Linked DNA regions of Zea mays: region 2 is linked to region 1. A link is a contact called in public Hi-C data. All regions are on one chromosome and are shown on one strand. Each heading gives the region's core, a stretch centred on a gene start, on an enhancer-like site or on the middle of the called end of the contact. The rest is flanking DNA. Distances are from core to core; before and after follow the strand shown. Region 1 holds the start of LOC541919 (pyruvate decarboxylase 3). Region 2 holds the start of LOC100281731.

Region 1 (4,806 bases), core at 2,278-4,777:
CTCCCTACGTCATGATCAATGCGACAATGCCGATGTCCTTTTTTCCCTGCAAAAAGCATAATTATTTTTTAGAGCCGTGTATGTTTGTTTCTACATAAATTAACCCTTTGCTTTGTTGCTCGCCAGTCGCCACCGAACCCATCTCAGATCACCAGCCATTTTTTTTAGAGTAGTGACAAATCCACCAATCGAATACAATGAACATGGTTACGCAGTTCCACATGGGCTGCCAAAAGCAACAGAACATGTCGGGAACCGAGAACAGATACCTTTCTCAGGATATTTGCAAAAAAAACATGCTTTGGCTATGTGCAGCTGCACGAAGGACAGCAACTTGCTCAGAAAATTTCTCTAGGCTCCCACACTGATAGTGACATGGCGATTCGCACCGGGGCGCGCACCTGTATGTGTTGTGCCCCCGCAGTGTGCACAATCAATTATTAAAAATCTGGATAGTACATGCTCCATCTCCTGCTTCCGTACTAGAATAATTATCGCTACAATACTTATAGCCCAATCTCTAGATGATTCACTCCCTGGCCGGCGATGTTTACCTGGCAAGTAAAATCACACCGGTAACGCAGCACAAATAGTGACAACCAACCTGAATTTTCTCATAGTTCTTCTGGAATTCACATGGGAGAAGCAGGGAACACGTCACAAAACAGATATACGACCACAGAAACACAATAAAATAAAACACGTAACAGAAAGGGCAATGCGTTCACGTTATTCGGTTGAGCCCCCACCGTGCTACAGCTTACTATCACTACTGGCACTCCGAGGCTTGGAGCCTGCGGGACTTCTACTGAGGATTTGGTGGCCGGGAGTTGGCGGCAGAAACCCTAGAGCCCCATTCCAGCAGCTCTTTGCTGGTGTCGTCCTTGTGCGCGATCACCTCGATGAAGCACAGGCAGTCCTTCTTCTCCCCTAGCGCTGTCTCAATGGCAGCCGTCAGCTCCTCCTCGCTCTTCACCTGGACAAGTTATCATTGCAGTGTATCGGTATAAGTTCTTCAGCACCATCTAGTTCAAATGTTTTTCCGGCAAGCATTAGCCAAAGAGCAAGCAGTTTACCTTGGAGGTCCAGCACTTGCCCAAGCCATTGTGGATGGCGTCCACAAAGCCAGTGTAGTTCCAGTTCTTGATGACGTTGTATGGCCCGTCATGGATTTCCACCTCAATCGTGTACCCACCGTTGTTGATCAGGAAGATTATGCTGTTCTGCTCACATCGCAGCATAGTTGACACATCCTGTGCTGTAACCTGCATAAGGTTTGCCACGGGATCACATCAGAATTGAGCCATCATCCAACAAACTGCAGCAGGGAGTAAAAGATAGTTTGATCAGGCAATGAAACCTCCTCACCTGGAAGCTCCCATCACCAATGAAGGCAATCACACGCTTGTGGTTCGCACCCTGAGCATATCCGAGCAATGCACCCACTGACCATCCAATCGAACCATACTGCATTTGGAATTCATACCTGCAGCATGCAGACAGTTCTCATGGGAACCCAGGAACAGAACAGAGTTCAAGAGAAACAAACAGAACAGAGTACCATCAGAATGCTCACCCACAGCCTTCTGGCAGCTTAAGCTTCTGGCAGTTGAACCAGGAGTCACCAGTCTCAGCAATCACCGCGCTATCACCAGTCAACATCTTCTGGACGTGCTTGAAGAGCACATTCACTCGCAGTGGCTCATTTGGCTCGCTTTCCAGCGGCTGGCCCTCAGGTACAAAGATCCTCTTGTAATTCTCATAGGCAGTGGTGTTCTTATTAACCCTCTTAGCCAATTCAGACAAGAACTCTTTCATCATCACACATCCGAATGCCGGCCCATTCCCCACTATCACACGCTCAGGCTGGACGATGATGGCCTTTTCCTTCTTGAGGAGGAATGAGTAGCCAACAGAGCTGTAGTCATTGAAAATGGGGCCTGCAAAGAGGTAGGCATCTGCGGACTCAACAATCTCCGCACAGAAGGCGGTGCTGACGGCGCCCCAGTAGGTGCCGATGAAGTGGGGGTGAGTCTCTGGCACAAGACCCTTGGCCGATGGCATCACGGCATAGGCATAGCCACTGGCATCTACCATATCGACAAATGCCTTTCCTGCCTTTGCCACACGCAGTTTGGGGCCGGCGACAAGGACTGGCTTCACCGCCTTGTTCAGGAATTCGACAGTTGCCTCCACTGCAGCCTCTAGCCCCATCTTGTTGCTCGTCCTGCAGTGTTACAACGGAATTATTAATATCAAGGTTTCTGATAGCATCAAGTTTCCCACAGTTGCAGTGCCATATTACAAGTTTACAGACATGTCACTCATCAAAATGACTTAAAAATCATATGACACTGCATTATCACATAAGATGATTGCTTATCTAGCCTGAAGATTTCATCAGATGACTTCATGTATAATGGATATTGCATTGTCTCAGTGCTACCTATTCAATTAGAACGTGACAACGTTGCAAATTTGAAGAGTTTTTGGTGGATAAGTTTCATGATCCAATAAAAGTTACTATCATTGTTGCCTAAAAAAACAGCCCGTGGATCTGAAAAAAAGGACAGGTGGTCCCTGAGGGTGAGTAATGTGAGAAAAAGGACATTTGGTACCTGGGGGTGAGGAAGAAGGGCACTGGGTCGCGGCTGAAGGTAGGATGAGGCAGCCCAGGGAGGTTGCAGCTGATGCTGAGGTACACGGGCTTGCTCTCCCTCAGTGCCGTGGCAATGGCCGTGTCGATCTGCTCGTGCGCGTCATCCAGATTGTTCACCACCGCCTGAATCCACGAACAGGCAACCAGATGAAACGGGCACTCAAAATCACAAGCAAAAGTGGGTCCACACAGGGACTCACCTGATGGCAGGTGACGGTCTGGAAGCAGCGGAGCTCCTGCGAGAAGTCGGGGAGGCCGATGGTGTGGTGGAGGATGCGGTTGGTCCCGTAGTCGTTGGAGTTGGGCCCGCCGGCGATGCAGATGACGGGCAGGTTCTCGCTGTAGGCGCCCGCGATGGCGTTGAGCACGCTGAGCCCCCCGACTGTGAACGTGACGGCGCAGGCCCCGACGCCGCGCGCGCGCGCGTACCCGTCGGCGGCGTACCCGGCGTTGAGCTCGTTGCAGCAGCCGACGAGGCGCAGGCCGGGCTCGGCGATCAGGTGGTCGAGCAGCGTGAGGTTGAAGTCCCCCGGAACCGCGAATACATCGTTGACGCCGACCTGCACGAGGCGACGCGCGAGGTGGCGCCCCAGCGACGCCTCCCCCGCCGACAGGGTCGCCGCGGGCTGCGCCGGCGTGGACGCCATCGGGCACCCCGGCGCCGACGCCGGGCAGCCAACCGTCTGGTTCGACGCCGCCCCGTTCACGGATCCGATATGGGTGTCCATGGATCGGTCAAGCACCAACGGATCAGAGGATCAAGGTGGGTGGAAAGGGCGGCCGGGCCGAGTGGAGTTGCAGCAGAGCGGGGGCAGTGGTGGACGAGGATGATTTATTGTGGTTTTCTGAGGTTTTCCGCTTTGACGTGTGTTGTTTGGTTCGGTGAGTTGGCGGAGGGGACAACACTTGTCATTTTATACCGAGGTGGCGCAGAGGGGTGTGCACGGGATTTTCGTGTAATCACGGGGGCGTTTCGCGTAGAAACCGTCGTCTTTCGGCGAAAACCAGGGGCTGCGCAACCGCAGTGGACGGTGGGGGGAAGGCCGGAGCCCGGAGAGCCCGTGCCCGGCCGGGGTGCACTCGCGAGACGTGGGACGGGACAGGACAGGGTTGCCGTGCGTGGTTGCCCCACGCGTCGGTGTAACGAAGGGCGCGCGAGGTAGCCGCCTCGTGGGTTTCAGTGGATTCGGCGCGTGTGGGTTGGCGGTGGTTTTGGTTTGGGGCGCACGGCACGTCCCGGTTTTGGGTGTTTGTTTGCTGCGCACGGTGGACTCCGGTTTGACTTCCATTCCGGCGTCCTACCCTACGTTGTCTTTATACGCATTCAGGATCCGAACCGATATGTATCGGATACATCTTTTTTTTTCAAACAATAATGACACATAGATACGGTTAGTATATTTTAATAAAATTATTATTATATAAAATTACAAGCTAAAATTTGTTATCTAGCAAGCTTTAACTTAAAACTTAGTGGTTTCAAAGCAATTCATGCAACACATTATTTGATTCAGAAAGTGAAAAAATACCTGCATAAACAAAGTATTTATACGTATAATCTCTTGCTTAGCCTCAACGACCTCTTTTAAGTAGTTTTAATATTTTTCTACTAACGAAAATGATTGTAATCTTATGTCTGATGTAACGAAATGAGGATAGAAAAGCTGATTGCTCTTCATGGTAGTTGGGCACTTGGGCCTATATAGGCTATTTTCTACTTTTGGTCAGTATCCAAATTTTTCAGTGCGGACGTGTATCCAAGAAGTTTCCTAGCCGACATATATAGGATACTGACACCTCTCAAAAGTATCAACGTACGTAATATAGCCGGCAGCTAGGATGAAAACAAATGCAAAAGCAAGTTTGAGAAATCTACTTTTTCAAAGAATTTCTATTTTTCTAGAGAAAAATGAATTAATTTCCTATGGAAAAAATGAAAACACTTTAAAAAACGAGGTTTCAAACTAGCCCTAAATGAAAAACTTCCCTTATGTTTTCGCTTTCATGTTTTTTGACGAGCTATAGCTAGGATAAAAAAAAACAAAATTAGAATATACAAACACGAAAATAAATAATTAGAGCTAAAGAGCCATTTTTTTTTTAAATTTAGACAATGTAATCTTTTATTTTCAAGTACACATGAATAA
Region 2 (5,188 bases), core at 886-3,385, 450 kb after region 1:
CGAATCTCAACTTCGTAAGCACTTCCCATGTCACAGCCCCTCAATTTGTTGACCCAAACCTTCTTTCCTCTATAGACACCCCTGAACGAATTCGCACCAACCCAATCGATGAACTCGATCTCCTCGGAACGCAGCATCCAGCGACCGAGCTCCTCGCCACCAGAGCGGATGGTCTGCCATTCATCTACCGAGACGAAGACTGATGACTGCGGTAGGCGAGTGGGTAGCTGTGGCCTGCGCGCCGGCTCATTGTCGAGTACCTGGCCATCGTCCGGATCAAACATCGACTCCTCATCGAAGTTTCTCGATCCTTCTTCCTGGCAACCGCAGAGCCCGAATGGCAGCTTCACACCACCACCACTGTTCTTCCTTTGCTTCTTTGCTACCGATTTCAGCGCAGACTCAACCCGGTTCTTGAAGAGCGCCTCGTTCCCAGTCTGCACAAGTATCATGACGACACCAAGTGTCAGACCTCTCTTCTCAAAGATCTGGATCTTCTTGCAGCAGAACGAAGGGCTGTCTAGTGATCCTGACATTGACTGCCACGAGAGCGGGGCAGTGCAAGCAAATGTTAGCTGGAAAACAGTGCCTTCATCACCAGCTCCTCTGCCATGGACTTCCTCAATGTTCACCGCAGGCTGATCCTCGCCGGTCGCCTGCTCTACAAGGCGGGCATGCAAGAGGACATCTTTCATGTCAAATCCTGCCTGTGCGTAGCTGCAAAATCGAAGTTTTTGCTTGTCAGCAACCGTTCAGCAGATCCAGACAGAAATGCACTGTCGCCTTTAGCTTTAGATATCAAATTATGTGGTCGGTTTAATCATAAACGCAGTAACAGAAATTCACTGCACAGATTTGTGATCTCTGGAAGTTAATGACAAAGATGGTAGATAAAAGATCCAGCTATTACTAGTTGCTTACGAAACTAATCTCAGATTGCAGCAAATTTGTGCCGTCGATAGAGGCAGTGGCAAGTAGGTCTGCACCTCTCTATAGAGTTGCAAAATTTGACCGAAAGAGGGAAAAGGCTGGCCGAGTAATACAGCTTGCTTTGTTGCGGAATCGGGTGGTGCTAACTGCTAAATGGGGTAAAACACACACACACACACACACACACACACACACACACACACACAAAAGGTGGCGACTTTGGGACACTGACCTGTTGGGGAGAGCGTCGAAGTGGCGGCGGAGGTCAGCTACGAGCTTCTCCGGCAGCTGCTGGTTGGCGGCGGCGCCGCGGGAGTAGAGCTGCGCGAGGCCACGGAGGAGGAGCGGCGGCGGCTTCTCGGCCCGAGGCGAGGGGTCGCGGGGGAGGCCGCCGCCATCCAGGCTCAGCGTGTTCTTGAACGCGGCGATGGCGCCGGCAAAGTTGCGGCCCAGCCGCTGCCACTTCTTGGGGTTGGGCGGCGCGGGCGCCGACGTCGGCTCGCCGGCGGAGGCAGAGTCGGCGCAGGTCGGGAGGGAGTCGTCTGAACGGCCGTGGGGCTTCATGAGGACCTGCTCCACCATCTCCTCGTCGGTGCTCGGCCGCCCCGACCAGCACTCCAGCGCCGCCGCCATCGCTGGAGACTCGACCTCTTTGCCTGCTGCTGAGTCTTCACTCGCTTGATAGGGCTTTCTGCTACCGCTACTGAAGGCGGCGGGATCGTTTCTGCACGGCAGAAGGACGGAGCAGAACCGAGTTCTTGCCGGATGGATCTACTGGCGGCGGGGTCGCTTTGGGAGATGGAACCGAGTGATCAGAACAAACCGAGAGTTCTGTATTTTCTGCTGGATGAATCTACTGTATTTATTTATATTCAGAACACTGAAGGAAGGGGCGTTGGTGTCTACAAAATGTGAAGAAAAATCGCAAAAAGAAAAGGCTGCGATGTTTGGTCAGTAGCAAGGGGAAATGCCGTGGTCTTGTGGGGGAATCTCTGAGCCAGGGAAGAGATTTTTCTCCGTCGCCGTGTTGCTGCCCAGCCTTGCTCAGCTCATGGAGAGCGAAGAAGGGAGCCAGACAAGGTGGGGAGGGAGGCAAAGAAAAACGACGCCTGTTTTTGTAGTACTACCAATGCCAGCGTGCTAGGAAGGCGTGAGCGTGAGGGCCTCTGGTCCATGTCCATGGACGATGGGCCATGGGCCAAGGCATGGCAGGAAGAGGAGAGGGAGGTGGGGCTGGCGTCCTGCGAATAATTAATGAGAGGTGTTTGGTGCGTTCATGTGATCTTGCTGCCATGCGCAGGCAGAAAAAATAGGAACCGAAATGAATAATGTAGATGCTTTGCAGCTTGCAAATGGCAAGCTTCCTTTGCATCCACCATGCACCCCGAATACGCTATGCGAAGCTGGGATTCCTGGTCCAAATGCCAGGCCGTCCTCGGCACGTCGTACGGTAATGCAAAATGCAGTTTTGTACTGTAGAATTTATTTATAAAGTGAAGTTTAAGATAGAAGATGAGATTAGTCTTAGTGTACATCGTGTGTGTCTATACAAAACAATGTTTTATATTATTATAAATTACATGATTTATAGAGTGGAGTTAGTAACGGGAGACAAATGGATAAGCCGTGGTGAGATAGTCTGAGATATGAATTGATTCTGCCTTCTTTCTCTCTCTCCTTCTTTTTCAGTCTTCAGAGAGACCGAATTTTTTGTATTTTAGCCCCTAAACCGAAGTAAATTTACGTTTAGACCTAAAAAAATTTTAAATGCAGTTTTGGACCCTTTGCTCGGCGCCATAGGCCGTGGCGCCGAGCTAACACAGCTCGGCGCCACAGCCTATGGCGCCGAGCTCCCTGACGTGGCAGTCCTGCGTGGCACCTAGCTCGGCGCCACAGATCTTGGCGCCGAGCTAGGAAAAAACTGGAAACGGCCTTCTCTGTGCGCGCGTTTCTTGTCTTTGCTCGTTCCAAACCAACGCCGCCGCCGACTTCCTCAATCGCCGCCGCCTCCCCGGACTCCGGCTCCCCGCCGCCCGCCCGTCCCGGCCGAGCTCCGGCTCGCCTTAGCGAGCCCCGCCCGACGTCGCCGGAGCTCGCCGCCCGCTCGAGCTCCCCCGAGCTCGGTCGCCGCCGCCCGCTCGAGCTCCCCCGAGCGCGGTCGCCGCCGCCCGCCCTGTGCCGCGCCCGAGCTCCGCCCACTGCCGCACATATCTCGCATGCGCCTCATCGGCCAAATAGTTTACGCCGCTTCCAATCTCTGCAAATATAATGAGAAAATTAAGTTAGCAAAGTCAGGATAAATAAATTGTACTAACATAATTAAAATATCATTTATCTCACTTACTTCCCTTGAGGCGATCAGCAAGATTATCCAACATCTGTTTCTCGGCTTGAGCCGCTTCCCATTCCCTTGCATCCTGTGCTCTCTTCTCATCTGCCGCCTTCAACCTCCTATACTCTGCACGCTTCGGGCTATCATAAAAGGCAGATTTTGCTTCCCTACGCATGTCGCGTATGCGATCGTTAATGTACGAATCAACGAGCTGAGATCCACAACGCATCTTCTGTCCCATTATTCTCTTGGACTCTATTGTCCGCATCACCTCTCCTTTGTCGTCGTAACTCTCCCAACTGCATTTCCTCGTCTCCTACAAAAAAATAGTAAGTACCGCTATAACATTACATCTGGTGCAAAAAAATACCAACCTCATCGTAATCGACCATATGTCCACAAAAATATCCAACACCAAGCTCCGAAGGAACTAATCCATACTTAGCTTCAATACCGCATTTGCAGAGTACTGGATCAAATTTGACCTCTTCTGCCGCCCACCCCATGTATCTCTTTTCCTTTACCTCTGGCTCTGGCCAATGGGACAAAGGACCATACAACCACTCTCTGAAACGACACTTACGCCACCCGTATGGCTGCAGGAGAAAAAATTAGTAATTTATTGTAAATAAAAACTAGTTCATATATTTAGCGTATCAATGGGCTCACATAATCAATGTTCGGACAACAGAACTGCTTGTCATAGTCTTCGTCGATGACAGCACGGTCTCCACAATCGCATCGAGGCGGTGAGTCCATCCGTCTTTCTGTTGCTACCTCCTTCTCTGCATCCGTCATTGGTGGAGGATTCGGGGGAGGAGGTACCCAACGCTTAAAACGCTCATGACTGGTCCTTCCACTCAACCAATTAACGAAAAGAAGATATCGAGGGTCAAATTTATCAGGACCATCGATCCACTGGAAAAAGAAACACCTCTGATGTCCCTAAAATAATGGAAAGATGCACTATTACATATCTACAAAATAATGAACGCGAACAAAGTTAAGTGACAAGTCATAAGCTACGTACGTCCAAAGTGCCACAAAGGTAGTAGCAGCGAGCAGCCGTGTCTGGATGTTGTGATTGATGTACCCAAGCTAGTCTGCCACAGTCACAGTTAGGCACGGGGAGTTCAGGAGGAACAGGAGCATCCTTACTAGATACGTCCGGATATAACTCCCGAGGACGACCTCTCTTCTGCCACAACGCCTCTCGGTACATGTCTTTCATCTAATAAACGATTATAATTATCACTTGTACCTATTATGCTTTATAATAAGTCTACACAAACTAATATTCGAAATAATAATATAATAGGTGTATACAAATTATTTAACTAACAACCCAATATACAAAACGAATCAGTTCGAAATCATACCTTGGCCTACGAAGTGAACCAACTCAAATCTTTGAATCCAGCAATTTTTGACGAAGTTTGAAAATGGGATGAAATGAGCTGCTCTCGGCCAGCCGCGCGGGCGTTTTTATAGGCATTCGTACCTCGGCGCCAAGATCTGTGGCGCCGAGCTACGAGGCCGCGCCGCCGCCACGTCAGAGCCAGGTAAGCCCTGGACGCAACTAGCCGTTGCGGCCACGTCACAGCTCGGCGTCATAGGCTGTGGCGCCGAGCTGTGTTAGCTCGGCGCCACGGCCTATGGCGCCGAGCTGTGGGTCCAAAACTGCATTTAAAATTTTTTTAGGTCTAAACGTGAATTTACTTCAGTTTAGGGACTAAAATACAAAAAATTCGGTCAGAGAGAGAACTGTGCACTGGCATTGTATAATAAAATGGATCTGTCTCGCTTCTTCGGCCTTTTATGGTTATCACGAGAAAGGAAAAGCCTATGTGCCTGTTGCCGTTTGACCTTTTGTGCAGCAACTGGCGGCCTGTCGTTATGTCGACTCGGTCGGACACTGCGTTTGCG

What was found. Hi-C and Micro-C count contacts between places; a contact is called where the count stands out from the background.
Region 2: a Hi-C map of tassel shows a contact between it and region 1, with 2.6 times the contacts expected there. The contact joins the promoter of LOC100281731 here to the promoter of LOC541919 in region 1. A contact is called at or near these places in 2 of 25 Hi-C or Micro-C datasets (endosperm and tassel).

Annotation. Positions count from the first base shown.
Region 1 is chr1:45,311,387-45,316,192 of Zm-B73-REFERENCE-NAM-5.0, forward strand. LOC541919 (pyruvate decarboxylase 3) reads right to left here and starts at 3,528. Exons shown (of 6, transcript NM_001111582.2): 1 at 2,860-3,528; 2 at 2,619-2,782; 3 at 1,577-2,227; 4 at 1,369-1,486; 5 at 1,077-1,265; 6 at 367-976. The coding sequence starts at 3,387. The coding sequence ends at 806.
Region 2 is chr1:45,758,938-45,764,125 of Zm-B73-REFERENCE-NAM-5.0, forward strand. LOC100281731 reads right to left here and starts at 2,136. Exons shown (of 3, transcript NM_001368087.1): 1 at 1,163-2,136; 2 at 1-717. The coding sequence starts at 1,563.